Regions from separate parts of the Mus musculus genome. Here regions 1, 2, 3 and 4 are each linked to region 5. Evidence: chromatin contacts called from public HiChIP or PLAC-seq and promoter capture Hi-C data. All regions are on one chromosome and are shown on one strand. The core of a region is the stretch at or near the end of the contact, and the rest is flanking DNA. Distances in the headings are between cores, read along the strand shown.

Region 1 (3,116 bases), core at 155-2,654, 170 kb after region 5:
TGCTCTGGTCCCCTGGGCACCATATATATGTGACTATGTGACATATCAAACCCCAGGAAGACAGGCCCCTACCCTGGCCTGGAATAGACTATCAGAAGAGGAAGTGTCACATGCCTGAATGGAAGAGAAGACAGTTTCCTCCATTGCTGCCTCTGTTAAGCTGGAAATAGCCACATCGAGGGCTAGGAAATCCCACTCTCTCCTGCTATAAAAGCTTGCCCAGAAGCCAAAAAGGCAATTGAGTGGGCCGTTATCTTTATGTCTTCACTCTGCCACCAAGTGCTGCGCAGCTGGGGCCTGCTGGCCACGCAGTCATTGGAATCATAAAATCCAGCACTGACCCCAGGCTCAGGCCAACCCTATGAAGCCCCAGAGATCCAGGCACCCATGGCATTCCAGAATTCCACTGGGGCAGCACCTGGAAGAGAGATTTGGTAGGTGGGGACAAATGGACCTGGAAATACCCTCCAAGCTAAGATCTATAAGGGCCGTGCTCCGATGAGAAGTCCTTAGTAACTGGGACTCCAGATAAAGGACAGGTCCCGTGTGCTGGAGTACGGTGGACTGCAGAAAACACACCTCCTAGTCTCCGGTGGCTTTTCCTGAAATGGCCAGCCCCTATTCATCCCTTGCTTTTTGACTCACTCAAGGCCCTGAACTAATGTCTCAAGGGCAAGCCAGGTATCGGCAGTGTTAACGGTGTGGGACCAATTGAAACCCATCTGCCAGGCTATGCTGGGGGGGAAGTTGTAGACAGCAGACTAAGGACCAAAAAGCCACGTGTCCTGTTAGTTTTGTGGAGACCCAGAACTGCTGCTGCAAGGACAGGGGAGTCGAGGAGAGCTCAGGGGAAACAAGAGCTAAAGGAGACCCAGGTCCCACAAAGCACTCCAGGTAGCAATCTCCACCACACTAGGACATTTTTAAATGCCTCTGTGCCTGTGCACAGAAGTGAAGGTGTCTATTGCTTCTGAGGCCTCCCTGAGCCAGAAGCCAGGCTGGTTTTAATCAGCAGCCTGGCGGGTCAGAAGCTAGCCCACCTCACTCATCACGACAGCTCCCCTACCTCACCTGCTAAGAGGGAGATACCTGAGAGGAGCAAGCTAAAAATTAGATCACTGAAAGCTAGATGTGTCCCCCACTTTGATCAGCAACCAAGTGGCTGAGTACAGGAGTCCCAGCCCCTCCCCACCCAAGCTCAGCATCATCAGAACAGCCAGGAGAAGTGGTCCAGAGCTCTGGATGGCTGGCGAGAACAGACAGTTGTCATAGCAACAGAAAGATGACCGTGAGTCTCATTAAAGTACTAAGTGACATCATAAACAAAGCAGACGGCTGCTGTTAGTCCCACATAATGAATGTACGTCAGTGCTGGCCCTGGGTCCGGAAGCAAGGGAGGGTGTCCTGCCTGCTTCTTCCTCTCAATAGCACATGCTGTCTGGAAGCCAATCGGCATCCCTTGACCTCCCTATGTGTTCTGCCTCAAGTTGGTGTTTAAGAGACAAAGCCTGCCTTTGTACACTTTCTGCTCCCTGATCATACAGCCTGGATGAGACTCAGCTTAAGGGAGAAAACAGCCAGGCCTCCCCTCCATCTCTCCTCCCAGCTGTGCCCCCACCCACCTCAAGGCCCTGAACTAATGTCTCAAGGGCAAAAGTCAGGCGCCCTTCTGAGGATGAGTCTGACATTTCTGTCTGTCTATGACAGTGACAGCCACGCTGCAGACCTTTCTTCAAGCCGTGCCTACCTCCCCTTTTCTGTTTGCCTTTACATTGAACTCTTAGATGGCAAGCAGCTCTTGCCACCCAGGTCCGAGGCCTCCTACTCTCATCCAGGAGAGGTGATCCCAGTGTGGCTGGACCCTATCTCACCTGAGCATCAGCAAAGCCAAGAGAAAGCTGAACTCACAGGACATGCTGTGCTGTACCCACAAAGCCATCTGAAACCATAAACAGCTCTTCAATCTCTCCAACCCCCACCCCACCCCAAATCCTCATCAATTATTATAGCATTTTCTCATAAGTAAAAATTGAACTCTAGATTCGATAAATCATTATAATCGTGCGATGTTAGCTTTATTCAGGAAATCTCTGTATTCCTTAAACATTTATGTCCTTTCCGATTATAGCAATATTTTACTTGCCATTTCAAAATGTCAGGTTAGTACCTCAAAGGTAGCCTTATTTTATGGAATCAGATGGAGATGAAGCAGTGCAGAATGCGTAATTAGCTAGCGTAAAAGTGCTGGCTGGGACTAGCTCCAGCGGCTGTTTCCATAGCAATGAGTCACTGTGACGTGCAAGGGTGGGTTATCAGAGCCTCATCCCTGAGGTGCCTTTCCTTAAATTCAGTGCCTTGGTGAATATATGAGGGGAGCCCTGCTGTGCAGCTGTGCCTGCCTTCCACTTGGGGGGTCCAGAGTGGGGCCAGGGTTCACAGATAGGTGTGTACATCAGAGCCCGTACATAAAGATGACATAGACTTCCTACAGAGGAGGATCTAGTAGGCAACCCCACAAGCTTCTCACAGGTCCACATACACAGCAAATAGCTGGACAGTGTAAGAGTCTCAGCTGCCTCTGGCTCCTTCCCTACCTGTCCTCCTCCTGGTCTCACTGTTTTTATTGTCCCCAAAGAGCTACAGAGTAGCTGTCAGGGTTCTGTATACTCACAGCCCAGAAAGTTAGGACTGCACCCAAGGAGTCTGCTGTGCATGCTGGGGCAGGTGGCTGGGGCAGGTGGCTGGGACAGGTGGCTGGGGCAGGTGGCTGGAGGAGGTGGCTGGAGGAGGTGGCTGGAGGAGGTGGCTGGAGCAGGTGGCTGGAGGAGGTGGCTGGAGGAGGTGGCTGGAGGAGGTGGCTGGGGCAGGTGGCTGGAGGAAGTGGCTGGAGGAGGTGGCTAGAGGAGGTGGCTGGAGGAGGTGGCTGGAGGAGGTGGCTGGGGCAGGTGGCTGGGGCAGGTGGCTGGGGCAGGTGGCTGGAGGAGGTGGCTGGAGGAGGTGGCTGGGGCAGGTGGCTGGAGGAGGTGGCTGGAGCAGGTGGCTGGAGGAGGTGGCTGGAGGAGGTGGCTGGAGCAGGTGGCTGGAGGAGGTGGCTGGAGGAGGTGGCTGGAGCAGGT
Region 2 (2,947 bases), core at 59-2,558, 150 kb after region 5:
TCACGCAGTACATAGAGTCCAGGGGCCAGTAGCCAGGCCTCTTCTGCCTCTCCTGAGGGCCTGGACCACCTGTGACAGACCTGGAGCCCTGAGCAGAAGACCAGTGTCAGAGCCTACTCTGATTCAGAGCCACCTCCCCCTACATACTTCCTGCTCTCCTTTCTGCCCCGTTCCCTATCCACCCGACTAAGACTATCATCCAGGATCCATCAGGGACTTTGGCTGGCCTCCAGTTCCTGGAGAAGAGACTCTGAGAGTTCAGAACACATGGAGGCCTCCATCACTCATAGGGTGCTGAGCAGACAGAATTCCTCAGGGTCAAGTCCCTTATCTGAAGTTCGGGGCTCAGTGTTCCCACTGAGGACTGGGACAGGAGAGTTGACCACACCCCACCCAGAGGTTACACACCACAGGATTTCTAAAACAAAAATCACAATGTCCCTGGGTCTAATTCTATCTTTATGATCCTTTAACTACCTCCCCTGCCCCAGGAACTCTAGCTTCCAATCCTTTAAACTCCAGAGTAGCAAGAACCTAGGGGCCTCCTAGAGTAGACACTAGCTTTAACAGCACCTGAAGAGCAAAGTTGCTAGGTGGGATGGAGGTGCTACAAGAAAAGGAGCCAGGTGGAGAGGGAAGGGAATGGTCCCCAAACAGGTGTCTCCTAATCACAATGTCATGCCAACATCTGCCAAGGGGATAAACTTTGTGAAAAAGCTTGACCTGATCCAACTCTCCCCTCAGGCAACCAGTCTGGGCCAAGCCATCCCACAGCAGATGAGCTGGACTCTGACTCACGCCTCTGTACACTTTCCTTCTCAACACTCAGTCCTTTGGCCCAGGCTTGGAGAAGGGTTCAACACTGGGGTTAGGGAAGACACTTTCTGCCCCGCCAGGCCATGTCCACAGACAGGAGCAGCCCTGCTGACTCATGCTCACACAGTCTTCACCTCAGTTTCGGAAAATTTGGATTTGAACAGTATTTTAATACATGGATTGTGAAGATTCTTCCAAAATCAATTTCCGTTTTCACCTTCCTGTTCCTGCAGCCCTCGAGAGACAGGGATCTCTTTTTAAAATGAAATAACATCATCCTGTCCTCCTTTTGGGGAAAATGCTTTAATGTGAGTTGTCTGAATCGGTTGGAAGCAAGCAGCAAACCCTGGTCGGTTGTCTCTTTAAATCGACTCTGCAGTGTGACGGGCAGCCGGCCGCCGGGCTGGGAAGAACCATTCCCGCTCTGCCGCAGGGAGCCAGGGCACGGCGCTGCCGCGGTCCGCGCCTCCCCCAGTCCCCATGGTTACAGCTCCTGCTTCCCGGCCGGTCCTTCATTCCCCTGGCTGTTGCTGCAGAAATCCGGCGCGCAGGCGGCTGGCGTCCCCCAACCCAGAGCTGGAAACTGCCTGCAGAGAGCGCATTGGATGCCTGCTCTTCTCGGCTCTGACTCACTCCCTCCGGGTGCAGAGCTCCGTCCCCAGCGCAGTGCTCTGGCCACAGCCAGTCGCCAGGCTGCAGCCCTGCAATCTGTTGATAACTCCACTTATAAGCTCCAATCTCATGCCTTTCGTCATAGAAAGCTGTTCCCTAGCACGAGGGACATGCCACATCTCGCCTGTGAGAAGCAGGAGACCTGTGCCTCTTCGGCTGCCTTTACCAAAATAGGTGAGAAGTTGGGTGGCTTTCTCCTGATGTCTGAGAAGGGAAGGGGAGGGGTAGGGCTTGTGCCCAAGCTACTGGCCGGCCACAGTGTCCACTCATGAGGGCCATTTCTGGAGCAGAAACGCTGTGAGAGATTCGGCCACTCTTGCTGTTGGGAAGGTGGATTCTGAATAACTTTGGGTAAGTCTAGAGCTTGGAGCCTTAGCAAGACCACATAGTTCCAGCCAAGCAAGAATGTCCATGCGGGAGACGCCAGCCCTCAAGATCTAGCTACATCAGGCGGCAGCAGCAGCTTCTGCCTGCCAGGTCTTCCTGGGCACTGAGAGATTTACTCAGGTTTATTTGACTCTCTTGATTTCAATTGATAATGCTGGTCTGGCTTGTGCAGCCCGAAATAACCAAGTTACGGTCTTATGTTGGGATGGCGAGCAGAGACTACTTAAGGGATGCTTTCCGGCTGCCAGGAGCCAGGTTTCCTCCCAAGTCCCAAAGCCCAGGTTGTTACCACCTCTCTGGGTGCCTCAGATGAAGCCTGAGCTAAGGACTCCAACAGGCTGGCCAGGTTCATAGGAGCCAGAAAGGGGCAAACTTGGGAAGGGACTGAGTGCCCCCTGAGTATACCTGGGTATTGACCAGTATCAGGCTCCCTTGCACTCTGACCATGCATTGTCTTTGCAGGTGGGTCAGCCTGCAGATCCCCATTCATCTTGACACAGTCACTCTGAGGTAGCCTTCCCAGGAGCTCGACCGTGACTGTGTGGGACTTGACCTTCCAGATGGCCATGGAGGCTAGAGGGGAGAAGGGTGCAACATAGTGGTCGGTGCCAGCAACCCCATCAGTGCGCTTGCCTCCCTAACTCTGCAGGGCTCATGGTGAGTACACAGCCCAAGGGGCCTAAAGCTTTGACCAAAACCCTGCCGTTCACATCAGATCAGGGGCTACCATCTCTGTTAGGTGGAGGAGGCCTGGGCAGGAAAGTAAGTTATGGGGTGGTTAGGCACTTAGCAGCTGTCCAGCCTGTGTCAGTCCTGGGGTGGGATAACTCTATGGGGGCAGTGGGGTCTGGCTACATTGAGTCTCTGGCTGCCTGCCAGGGTCTGTCTGCTCACTGGCTCACTTGGTGCTGTTCATACTAATTAGCTGAAGGCACGCGGCAATGTCGAAGCATTTAATCAACAGAGTGGCATCCATCCATGCCCTGGGAAACCTTGTCTAGTCCTAGACTGGGTTCCCTCCCACTCAAGGGGGCCTCAGTCAGGTCACCAAGCCCTTCCTACTGTCCCTGCT
Region 3 (2,727 bases), core at 114-2,613, 190 kb after region 5:
GGGGGGTTGTATTTTGTTTTCTTGAGACAAAGTCTTGCTATGTAGTCTAGGCTAGCCTCGAACTTTCAGAGATCCTCCTGTCTCTGCCTTCCAGAGGAGGTATGTGCCATCAGACCCACCAGCAAGGTGTTCTTTTTTCTTTTCTTCTATACAGCATACTTTGATCATATGTTTTCCCTCCCCAACTTCTCTCAGATTCTCCCTACCTCCCTACACACAAAATTAAAACCAAAACAATGAGAAAAACAATAAGACCAAAAAAAAAAATGGAGTTTTGTGTTAGCCAACTACTTCCAGGCAAGGGGCCTGCCTGAAGTATGGCTGACACTCTACTAGAAAGAATTGATTTTCTCTTTGCCTTTGATATCAAGGCCAGCAAAATTTTCTAATGTTTTGGTTTTATTTTTTTCCCAAGGAATATATCCATTTCATCAAAGTGACTGAATCTGTTGGCATGCAGCTATTCACTATATACGCCCTTGATTCCTGTAGTGTATCTGTAGAGTGCACAACAGTAACTCTTTCTTCAGATTGAAATTGAGCTCAAACAATGTTTGTAAATAGTTTATTATCACTATTGTGTGTGCACGGTGAATGGGGTGGGGGTACACACCATGGTATGTGTGGAAGTTAGCAGACAGCTCTGTGGCATTGGCTCTCCCTGTCTATCAGGTTATTAGGTTAGTATTTGGGTCACAGAAATCAAACTTGGGCTTGCAAAGCAAGGTCCTTTGCCCACTGAGCCATCTCATCAGTCCTTCTTCTCTCTTTATTAGTTTAACAGTTTATAGCTTCACTGGCTTTTACTGTAGGGGGAGCAAGTTTTCAGGATTTGTCCCTAATATTTATCATCTTCATCAGGTGGCAACCTAGGGCCAACCTTGAGGTCTTGTTTTTCCACCTTGTCAAGGTAGAATAGATCACTAAACTTCAGATCTTTCTCTTCTTTCTAATGAAAGATTGGAAACTATAATTTTCCCTTTTATCCCTATGGTATTTGCAGCCAAGAAATTTTGGTGTGTTACATCCTTTATAATTTCATCCTTATTCCATGAATATTTTATAAGCGTGTTGTTAAGTCCACAGTATTTGTGGTACCTTGAGCAAAATATTGCTACCAATCTCTCATCTAATTTATTTATGGTTAGAGAATATGTTCCGCATGATTTCAAGTCTTCTGAATGTTTGAGTCTTCCATGACATATACCTGTTGAAGAGCCAGTGACACACTAGAGGATGCCATTGTTGTCATGGTGAATATGCCGCATGTAATGAAAGAGCACAGATAGGGTACCAGTGTTGTCATAGTAAACAAGCCACACACAGTGAAGAGGGATGTGTGGATACCACTGTTGCCATGGTGAACAGGCCACATACACAGTGAAGGAAGGTATTTGAATAACATTATTAGTATGGTAAACAGGCCACATACAATGAAACAGGATGCCACTGTTGTCATGGTGATCCGTACGTGCACCTGGGAGGAAGCACTGCGTGCTTAGCCGTGTTGTCTTGCTGAAGCAACCACACAGGGAAAGACATGTGGATGCCTCTGCTTTCATGGTGAACATATTGCAGGCTCTGGAGGAGGATGCCTGGACCATGGCTGGCAGGTCACACACAGCCGAGAAGAATGTCAAGATGTCATGGTTGACATGGTGAACACACACACTGGAGGAAGATGTGTGAATGTTATGGTCGCCACAGTGCATGAGCTACACGGACTGAATAAAGATGTGTGGGTGCTACTCTCATGTGGATGAATAAGCCACACATTCTGGAGAGTAATGTGTTAATAACACTGGTGTCATGGTGAACAAGCCACGGTGACTACAGGAGGATTACATTGGTGACACTGTTTAGTGAGATGTGTTACAAGGAGTCTTGAGGCTGACATCTTTAAAAACTGTGGCTCTATTTCCTCATTGAATTGATTGTTCTGTCTCTTGCTGAGGGGAGGAACTTTAATGCCAACTGCAACTCGGGAAGCTGCTCTTTCCCCTCTATATCTATCAGTTTGTTCTGGTATTTTGAACCCTCTATTGGACGATGCTGCATCGCCTCCCAGCCAAATGCAAATGTCATGTCTTGCCCTTGCCTGTGTTTCCTCTGTCTTGCTCAAGCCTGTTTTCTCTGCTGCTGGCCTGGTAGCCTTGCTTGCCTTAGAACAATGGCTCTCAAGCCTCCTGATGCTGCGATCTTTTAATATAGTTCCTCATGTTGTAATACCTCCCAATCATAAAATTATTTTCATTGCTACTTCATATCTGAAATTTTGCTACTGTTATGAAGAGTAATGTAAATATCTGATTGTGATCTCTGTGAATGGGTTATTTGACCCCAAAGGAGTCGCAACCCACAGGTTGAGAACCACAGACCTAGAGGGCAAAGCTGAAAGATGATTCCTACAGGCCTACTTCCAGGTCCCCCCCATCTCTTCTCAGTCTATGTTATCCCCAGCTGGGTCTTTCGTTCTTTTCCTCTGTTGTAACAATCTCTACCTTGAAGTAGAATGTTACAATGTTACTTTTTCACTTGGTTAGGTTGTTTCCATTTATTCTTTTTTCTTTTCCTATCTCTTTTGCAACACTGTTTTGATGTGGTTTCTGTTTTTTTTCCCTTCCTTCTCTCCCTGTGTTTGTGTTATAATTTTTTAATTTCAAACTTAATATATTAATTAGCTTTTTTCCTCTTAGTGTCTCTCAGCCACCTCAGAGATTAAAAGAC
Region 4 (2,700 bases), core at 181-2,680, 230 kb after region 5:
GTCCACTCCAGTTTCCTTTCAGATCTTAGGGGTACCCAGTGTTGTATCTTGAGGTAATTCTCTGTACTTTCTCGGAGGATCTGCCATCTTCTCTCATGGCAACTGTACCAGCTCATGGGTGAGGGCTCCTGTTTCTCCATACACTTACCCACACTCGTGTTTAATTTGGAGAACTTTTCCAGCCCCTGGCATAGGGGGGATACTGCAAGTAGAAACAGAAGCACTAAGCGCACATCTTTCTCCGTGGAAACCCTTCCTTGACATCAGGTGGACAAAGCGTTCTTATGTAACCCTTCTTTTCCACAGAGCCTGTCCCTGAAGGACCTTCTGTCTAAGCTAGGCCGGCCCTTCAGGGAGTACGAGCTGTGGGCACTGTGCCTCTCCTGCCTTAGCACTCTGCAGACACACAAGGAGCACCCAGGTGATGGGTCACCCTGCTCTCCTTGAGCCCTGAGCCCAAAAGCTGGGGAGGGAGAAAAGGGAGTGGGAGAATGGCTGCTGTGACACTGCAACCTCTTAGCCTGGAGTCTGGAGAATGTGAAGGGCCCAACCTACTTCACCCAGCCATTTCCAGGGGCAGAGCAATATGGACCATGTCCCCACCCATCCTCCCGTTTATTCTTAATTCGATGAGGGTGATATACCCTAACAGTGTTCCTAGGCAACTGTTGGCTAGAATGGCCAGCCCTCCAGTGTCTGTCCAGTCTTGACAGGTTTTTCTGGGGTCTCTGTGTGGTCTGGAATCCCCTGATGCTGGCAAGGGAGCTGCCCACACACGGCTGCATACTTGATCCGCTCTGTTGCAGCTCACCTGTGCCTGGACAACGTGTTGGTGGCCGAGGACGGGACAGTGTTCTTCGGACCGCCCCCTGCCAATGGTACACAAGGGTCACTCTCGGGGGCAGAGAACCAGAGCGGGTTCCCCAAGGAAGGAAGAATAACCAAACTGTGGTTGCCTTTCTAGGCGCCTACAACTCACTCTTCTTGGCTCCCGAAGTGTCAGAAGAGAAGCTGGTGACAGAGAAGGTAACCAACCACATCACCTCTCTCGCTCCATCCTCACCCTCTGCCCAGTGGATCGCGGGGCCAGATGGCCTAAACGTGGCACCCATCTTACTCGCGGGGCTACTGTAGCTGCGTTCACTGATGTCTTCTGAGTCATGGGCGTGCCCTGGGACGCTGGGCGGGACGAGCTCCAGTCCGAGGGCGTAGACCCGCCGCCACTAACAAGCTAATATAATAGGCTCTTATAAATTTTAAATTAAATGAACTAAATTACACTCAGAACCTAATGCAGCCCCCACCCTGGGAATCAGGTCAGCTGATCCTCCAGGCTTTGGCTTATCTGGTACTCGACAAGGCAGGGACCAGGTCTTGGGAGGGAATGGGCGGAGCAATATAGAAGGCGGGGCCATGGGGGGCGGGTGGGAGGAGTGAAGGAGCAGGGTGATACCAGACAGGGCCGAGCAAACCAAGGTTTTTTCAGTCTCCTATGCTGGACCCTGCTACTAAAGAAGTGGCACCTGGAAAACTCCGCAAAGGTAAAGGGAGCCTCCCCGGGGTCAGGCTTACTAGCCAGAGGGCCAGGAAGGAGCAAGTGACTTCAGCTGGCCTGCCTGCTCCTTTTGCTTGCACAATGTGTCTGGGGTCCATTGGCCAGCCTAGACCTGAGACCCTGAGAGCAACAGAGGTGTGCTGGCCTTGGCTGCCCATGCTGAGGAGTCACCCACGACGGTGCGGGGAAGCTAGGACTATAGACATGTGGACAAGGAAAAGAAATGAGATCAAAATTTGAACAGGCCCGAGAAGCTTGCCCTAGAAAACCAAGCATTCATGGCATCAGAATTCTAGAAGGAAAGAAAACTGTGGGCGAGGCAGAAGAGTAATCAGTGAGTGAGTAATGAATGAAAAATATCCAATTGTGTCAAAACACATAAGCCTACCACTCAAGAAACGGAAAAGAAGGGGATTAACCTAAAGAAACCAACGCTATGTTGTAGTGAAACCCCTCGGAAAGCTGAAGGTCAAAAGAGAAACAGTTTATCTATGTTCGGGGTAAACGGTTCAAATGGCAACTGAGTTCCTACCTGATGACCTTAAAAGTGGAAACCTTTTACCTAGAGTCCTCTGTTCCGCAAAACCCCTATGTGTCAAGAAGCTCTCAGAAGGAAAAACAAAAAGAACTAAAAATGTATCACAGACAAGAGTAGTTAGTGCCGTGGGTTCTAAAGAGCCAAAAGAAAGACTGGGCTTGCAAAATGGTTGATTCAGTGGCTAAAGCGCTTGCCGAGTAAAGCCCGGCAGTTAAGTCTGGATCCAAGCCCTAGAGTGAAGGGGTTCCGTAGAGAAATCTCGCACCACAGATTTCACACACACACCATCCACACGCAATAATAATATGGTTTTGGAGCCGTGTGTGTGTGTGTGTGTGTGTGTGTGTGTGTGTGTGTGTAGTATAAAGACTGAGCTGGAGAGATGGCTTGGTGGCTCAGAGCAAGTAGAGTTTTATTTGTAGCAGCCACAGCAGGTAGCTTCTCCGGTAACAGCTCCGGGGTATCAGATAACAGCTTCATTTGTTTATAAATGTCTGTGGAGGAAATACTTAATCAAAAGTGGGAGAGGCGAGCTGGATGCAGACTTGGAGGACGTTGACAATGATCCACTGTGCAAACAAGCCACTAGGAAGCAGTCTGATAGACA
Region 5 (2,786 bases), core at 238-2,737:
AGACAAGCCTGTGTCATAACTCCATTCGTTACAAGCACAAAACAGAAAGGAGAAGGGATGGATGTCAGAAAGAGAAATGACATCGCTTGCTTCTGTGGGCACCAGAGTCTTATGCAATCAAGTAGAAGCAGACAGACAGTTCAGCATACCTACCTCGGTTCTCCTTTTGCAAAGTTTATGGCCTTCATGTACTGTGTCACGCAATTTTCAAATTCTTCCTAAGACAGCACAAAGAATACCCAGGTGAGCCAACTAGCCACCCCAGCACCCACTGCTGCTCATCTTCATTCCTGGCATCCAATGCAAACTGGTTTTCACCCCAGCTTATGCACAGTCCGGGGACAGCGAAGACCCTTGAGCAACCACAGCTGGCTGTGCCTGTGGGTTCCAGACTCTCCCACCTCCCGCTCTGCCCAGCCCAGGAAGGGCTTTGGGGGAGAGAAGACAGAAAGGTCATAGCACCCCCTTGCAGAGGTGGGAGGTCATATGGACTCATGTCAGGCACCTGGCGAGTACCGAGCGGAGAGAAAAGCACAAATGGGAACTGCCGATGTTTTTTGCATCACTGTGAAGGAGACTCTGGTTCCTCAGTCCCATTTTGCTTTAAAGCTTCTCTAAGACCTGCCTTGCTGCCATCCCTGGAGGTGGGGTGAGAAGTGGAGAGGGGTAGTCTTACCACATTTTCCTCTGACTGTGGGGCACAAAGCTGGGCCCTGCACAGGTGCGCTCGGCCCAAAAACTGAGTGATTGGCGCCTTCACTTTGAAGTACATCTGGATGCAGTCTTCGCTTATCTCAGGCTCTTTCATCTGTAGGAGATTGAAGCCAGGAAGAGGAAGGAAGATGCCCAGGATGAAGGCGCTCTGGGTCACTGGTGAGGCTAGCTTGGTCATTTCTATACTCACAACACTCATCAAATGTCCCATCCACCCTAACCCTGTGCCGTTTACACCCAAAGATGTGAAGGTGGGGACAGGTTCATTGTGTGCCAGTGACAGCCAGTCACTCAAGGGCTTCACCTTGAGTGCCTGCTCTGCACACAGCACAAACAGGTCCGGGCTGAAGCTCTCTGTGGGGTCAAGCTCCGACTTTCCCAGGTTTGCAGACTTGATCAGTTCATAAGCTCTTCGCAGGGCAGTTGCATCTATCGGGCAGAGGATCAGCAGAGGGGCCCAGCATAGGTATGTCAGAGAGACACAGTCCACAGTCCCTGGAAGAGCCTTCCTCTGGCACAGAAATATGGGTCTGAATTCCTGGCCAGGTTGCTTTCAACCATCCCCACTCAGCGACTAGGCCAGGGTTCAACAACTGTATCCACCGCATCGCATCACGGACTTTTGTGCCACTCTACTTAGGTCAAGGGGTTCCCATCAGCAAAGTTAGAGTGAGACCCACCTTGTTGATTCCGGGCACGGGCCAGTTCCTGCGTTATGATCAGGTCCATGGCCCTGGAGGCCCTCAACTATACAGCTCCACTGCTGGACCAGTAGCGGTTGCCTAGAGACGGGGCCCAGACCAAGGACGCGGGAGCTCGGGGCGGGGCTACACTTGAGGAGTCCGTGACGCTGGGAGTAGGGAGGGGAAGGGGGCGGGGAAGTAGACAAGAAGCAGGCGGAGCGGAACTGATGGACACCGAGTGAGGCCAGGTCAAGAACTCTTGAGTGTTGAATTGGCACCCAGGGCACCCATACCATGCTGTCTTCACTTTCCTTGCCAGGCTGCGCTCACCTCCCATCCATCCACCCATGTTTCTGTGTCCTGCTCTGTTGCGGCACAGAAAGACAAGGGAACTCCACAAAACCTCCCTGCTCCGGTAAGCGCGGGCTGGACGGATGCAGGAAAAAGATCTAACAGAAGATGCCTACCAGAGCAGGAAGGTGGGCTGCTGGGTACCAGTCGGACAGGGAAGTTGCCAGCCTCAGAAAGCGTGCCCCTTTCTATCTGCAAGGGCCACCTGTGGCGGGTCTACATGTGTGACATTATCTAAGGGATCTGAGGAGTGAAGACTGAGTAGACCCGCCTGTAGCTGCTGCCTGGGCAAGAAGCCTTGGAATTGGAGCAGTTCTGGGATCAGGAAGGATGCGGGGGGTGGGGTGGGGGGACGCCACAAACGCTCTAGAGCCCTTGTTCGAGGATCACTCTTAGAGATGACTTTCATTAAGACATAGTAGTCTTGGAGGTCCAAGCTGGGGCAGAGCCCGGAGCTGCAGGAGGAGCTGCGCTTCATCAGCTGAGAAGCAGTGGTCGGTGGGCAATGATGGAGATCCCCGGGGCAGCAGGTGGGCAGCAGGTTAGCAGGCGTATAGGCAAAGACAAAGCTGACTCTAGTATCCTAAATGAGCGTTTAGAACGGCGTGCAGAAGGACAAACGTGTATACAAGATCTAAGGGAAAAAGCCGCAGTCCCCAAGGCCACGCCCCCAGTGACCTACTTCCTCTAGCCAGACACCACCTCTTAAAGAATACCGAACCTCTCGAAATAGCGCCACCTGCTGGGACTATGAGTCAGCACATGAGCCCGTGAGACCTTAGCAGGCGCAAACTAAAAAACCACAGAGGGAGAAACAGATAAAATCTTTCCTCAGAAGTAGAGTCTTCTGATCTTTTGAAAGAAGCTGTTAGGAAAATGAAAAGGTAGACTACAGGTTAGAAGAAAACATTCATAATAAAATCTAATACAAGACCTGTGTCTAGATTATATAAGAGTTCAATGGATAAATCACAGGCAAGTTTTAGAAGATGCCAAAGACTTGGATAGACACTTGACAACGTGAGCTACTTGACTACC

Evidence for each region. Promoter capture Hi-C pulls out the DNA fragments that hold promoters and counts their contacts. HiChIP or PLAC-seq counts read pairs in DNA pulled down with a chosen protein or histone mark.
Region 1: an H3K4me3 HiChIP or PLAC-seq map of forebrain shows a contact between it and region 5, with 6 times the contacts expected there. The contact joins the enhancer-like site here to the promoter of Cfap46 in region 5. A contact is called at or near these places in 11 of 39 promoter capture datasets (the 3T3-L1 cell line, the C10 cell line, HPC-7-derived erythroid cells and 6 more), 2 of 15 datasets of contacts at CTCF or cohesin (both in embryonic stem cells), 22 of 484 Hi-C or Micro-C datasets (B cells, the C10 cell line, the STO cell line and 16 more), 14 of 115 datasets of contacts at active chromatin or transcription factors (the SCID.adh cell line, T-cell acute lymphoblastic leukemia, embryonic basal ganglia and 8 more) and 1 of 9 other capture datasets (pancreatic islet).
Region 2: a promoter capture Hi-C map of neural stem cells shows a contact between it and region 5. The contact joins the promoter of Adgra1 here to the promoter of Cfap46 in region 5. A contact is called at or near these places in 23 of 39 promoter capture datasets (the 3T3-L1 cell line, 3T3-L1-derived adipocytes, the C10 cell line and 13 more), 3 of 484 Hi-C or Micro-C datasets (embryonic fibroblasts, hippocampal excitatory neurons and stem cell-derived neurons), 10 of 115 datasets of contacts at active chromatin or transcription factors (the SCID.adh cell line, T-cell acute lymphoblastic leukemia, cardiomyocytes and 6 more) and 3 of 9 other capture datasets (adipose tissue, embryonic stem cells and pancreatic islet).
Region 3: an H3K4me3 HiChIP or PLAC-seq map of embryonic basal ganglia shows a contact between it and region 5, with 3 times the contacts expected there. The contact joins the enhancer-like site here to the promoter of Cfap46 in region 5. A contact is called at or near these places in 10 of 39 promoter capture datasets (the 3T3-L1 cell line, the C10 cell line, the HPC-7 cell line and 6 more), 2 of 15 datasets of contacts at CTCF or cohesin (both in embryonic stem cells), 18 of 484 Hi-C or Micro-C datasets (B cells, the C10 cell line, bone marrow-derived macrophages and 13 more), 17 of 115 datasets of contacts at active chromatin or transcription factors (the SCID.adh cell line, T-cell acute lymphoblastic leukemia, embryonic basal ganglia and 9 more) and 2 of 9 other capture datasets (embryonic stem cells and pancreatic islet).
Region 4: an H3K4me3 HiChIP or PLAC-seq map of embryonic stem cells shows a contact between it and region 5, with 25 read pairs. The contact joins the enhancer-like site here to the promoter of Cfap46 in region 5. A contact is called at or near these places in 1 of 39 promoter capture datasets (hippocampal neurons), 1 of 15 datasets of contacts at CTCF or cohesin (embryonic stem cells), 1 of 484 Hi-C or Micro-C datasets (cerebellum) and 6 of 115 datasets of contacts at active chromatin or transcription factors (embryonic limb bud, embryonic midbrain, embryonic stem cells and 3 more).

What each region holds. Positions count from the first base shown.
Region 1 is chr7:139,849,032-139,852,147 of GRCm38.p6, forward strand. The region is part of intron 5 of Adgra1 (adhesion G protein-coupled receptor A1); the gene reads left to right. Among named protein-coding and RNA genes, the nearest start is that of Adgra1, 16 kb to the left of the region's middle. Within about 2 kb of position 1,405, at least 51 of the 459 cell types and tissues checked have an H3K27ac peak or open chromatin away from gene starts, as enhancers often do. A contact at or near this core is called in cortical neurons, embryonic basal ganglia, forebrain and 2 more, where this site is marked.
Region 2 is chr7:139,832,866-139,835,812 of GRCm38.p6, forward strand. Adgra1 (adhesion G protein-coupled receptor A1) reads left to right here and starts at 1,309. Exons shown (of 8, transcript NM_177469.3): 1 at 1,309-1,662; 2 at 2,338-2,532.
Region 3 is chr7:139,869,823-139,872,549 of GRCm38.p6, forward strand. All of the region lies in intron 6 of Adgra1 (adhesion G protein-coupled receptor A1), which reads left to right. Among named protein-coding and RNA genes, the nearest start is that of Kndc1, 24 kb to the right of the region's middle. Within about 2 kb of position 1,364, at least 7 of the 459 cell types and tissues checked have an H3K27ac peak or open chromatin away from gene starts, as enhancers often do. A contact at or near this core is called in embryonic basal ganglia and neural stem cells, where this site is marked.
Region 4 is chr7:139,913,176-139,915,875 of GRCm38.p6, forward strand. Kndc1 (kinase non-catalytic C-lobe domain (KIND) containing 1) reads left to right here. Exons shown (of 31, transcript NM_177261.4): 7 at 307-421; 8 at 807-878; 9 at 965-1,026. Among named protein-coding and RNA genes, the nearest start is that of Kndc1, 20 kb to the left of the region's middle. Within about 2 kb of position 1,431, at least 41 of the 459 cell types and tissues checked have an H3K27ac peak or open chromatin away from gene starts, as enhancers often do. A contact at or near this core is called in embryonic stem cells, where this site is marked.
Region 5 is chr7:139,682,328-139,685,113 of GRCm38.p6, forward strand. Cfap46 (cilia and flagella associated protein 46) reads right to left here and starts at 1,488. Exons shown (of 59, transcript NM_001302546.1): 1 at 1,395-1,488; 2 at 1,019-1,143; 3 at 677-808; 4 at 154-218. The coding sequence starts at 1,443. Gm32680 (a long non-coding RNA gene) reads left to right here and starts at 1,727. Exons shown (of 3, transcript XR_389968.2): 1 at 1,727-1,812.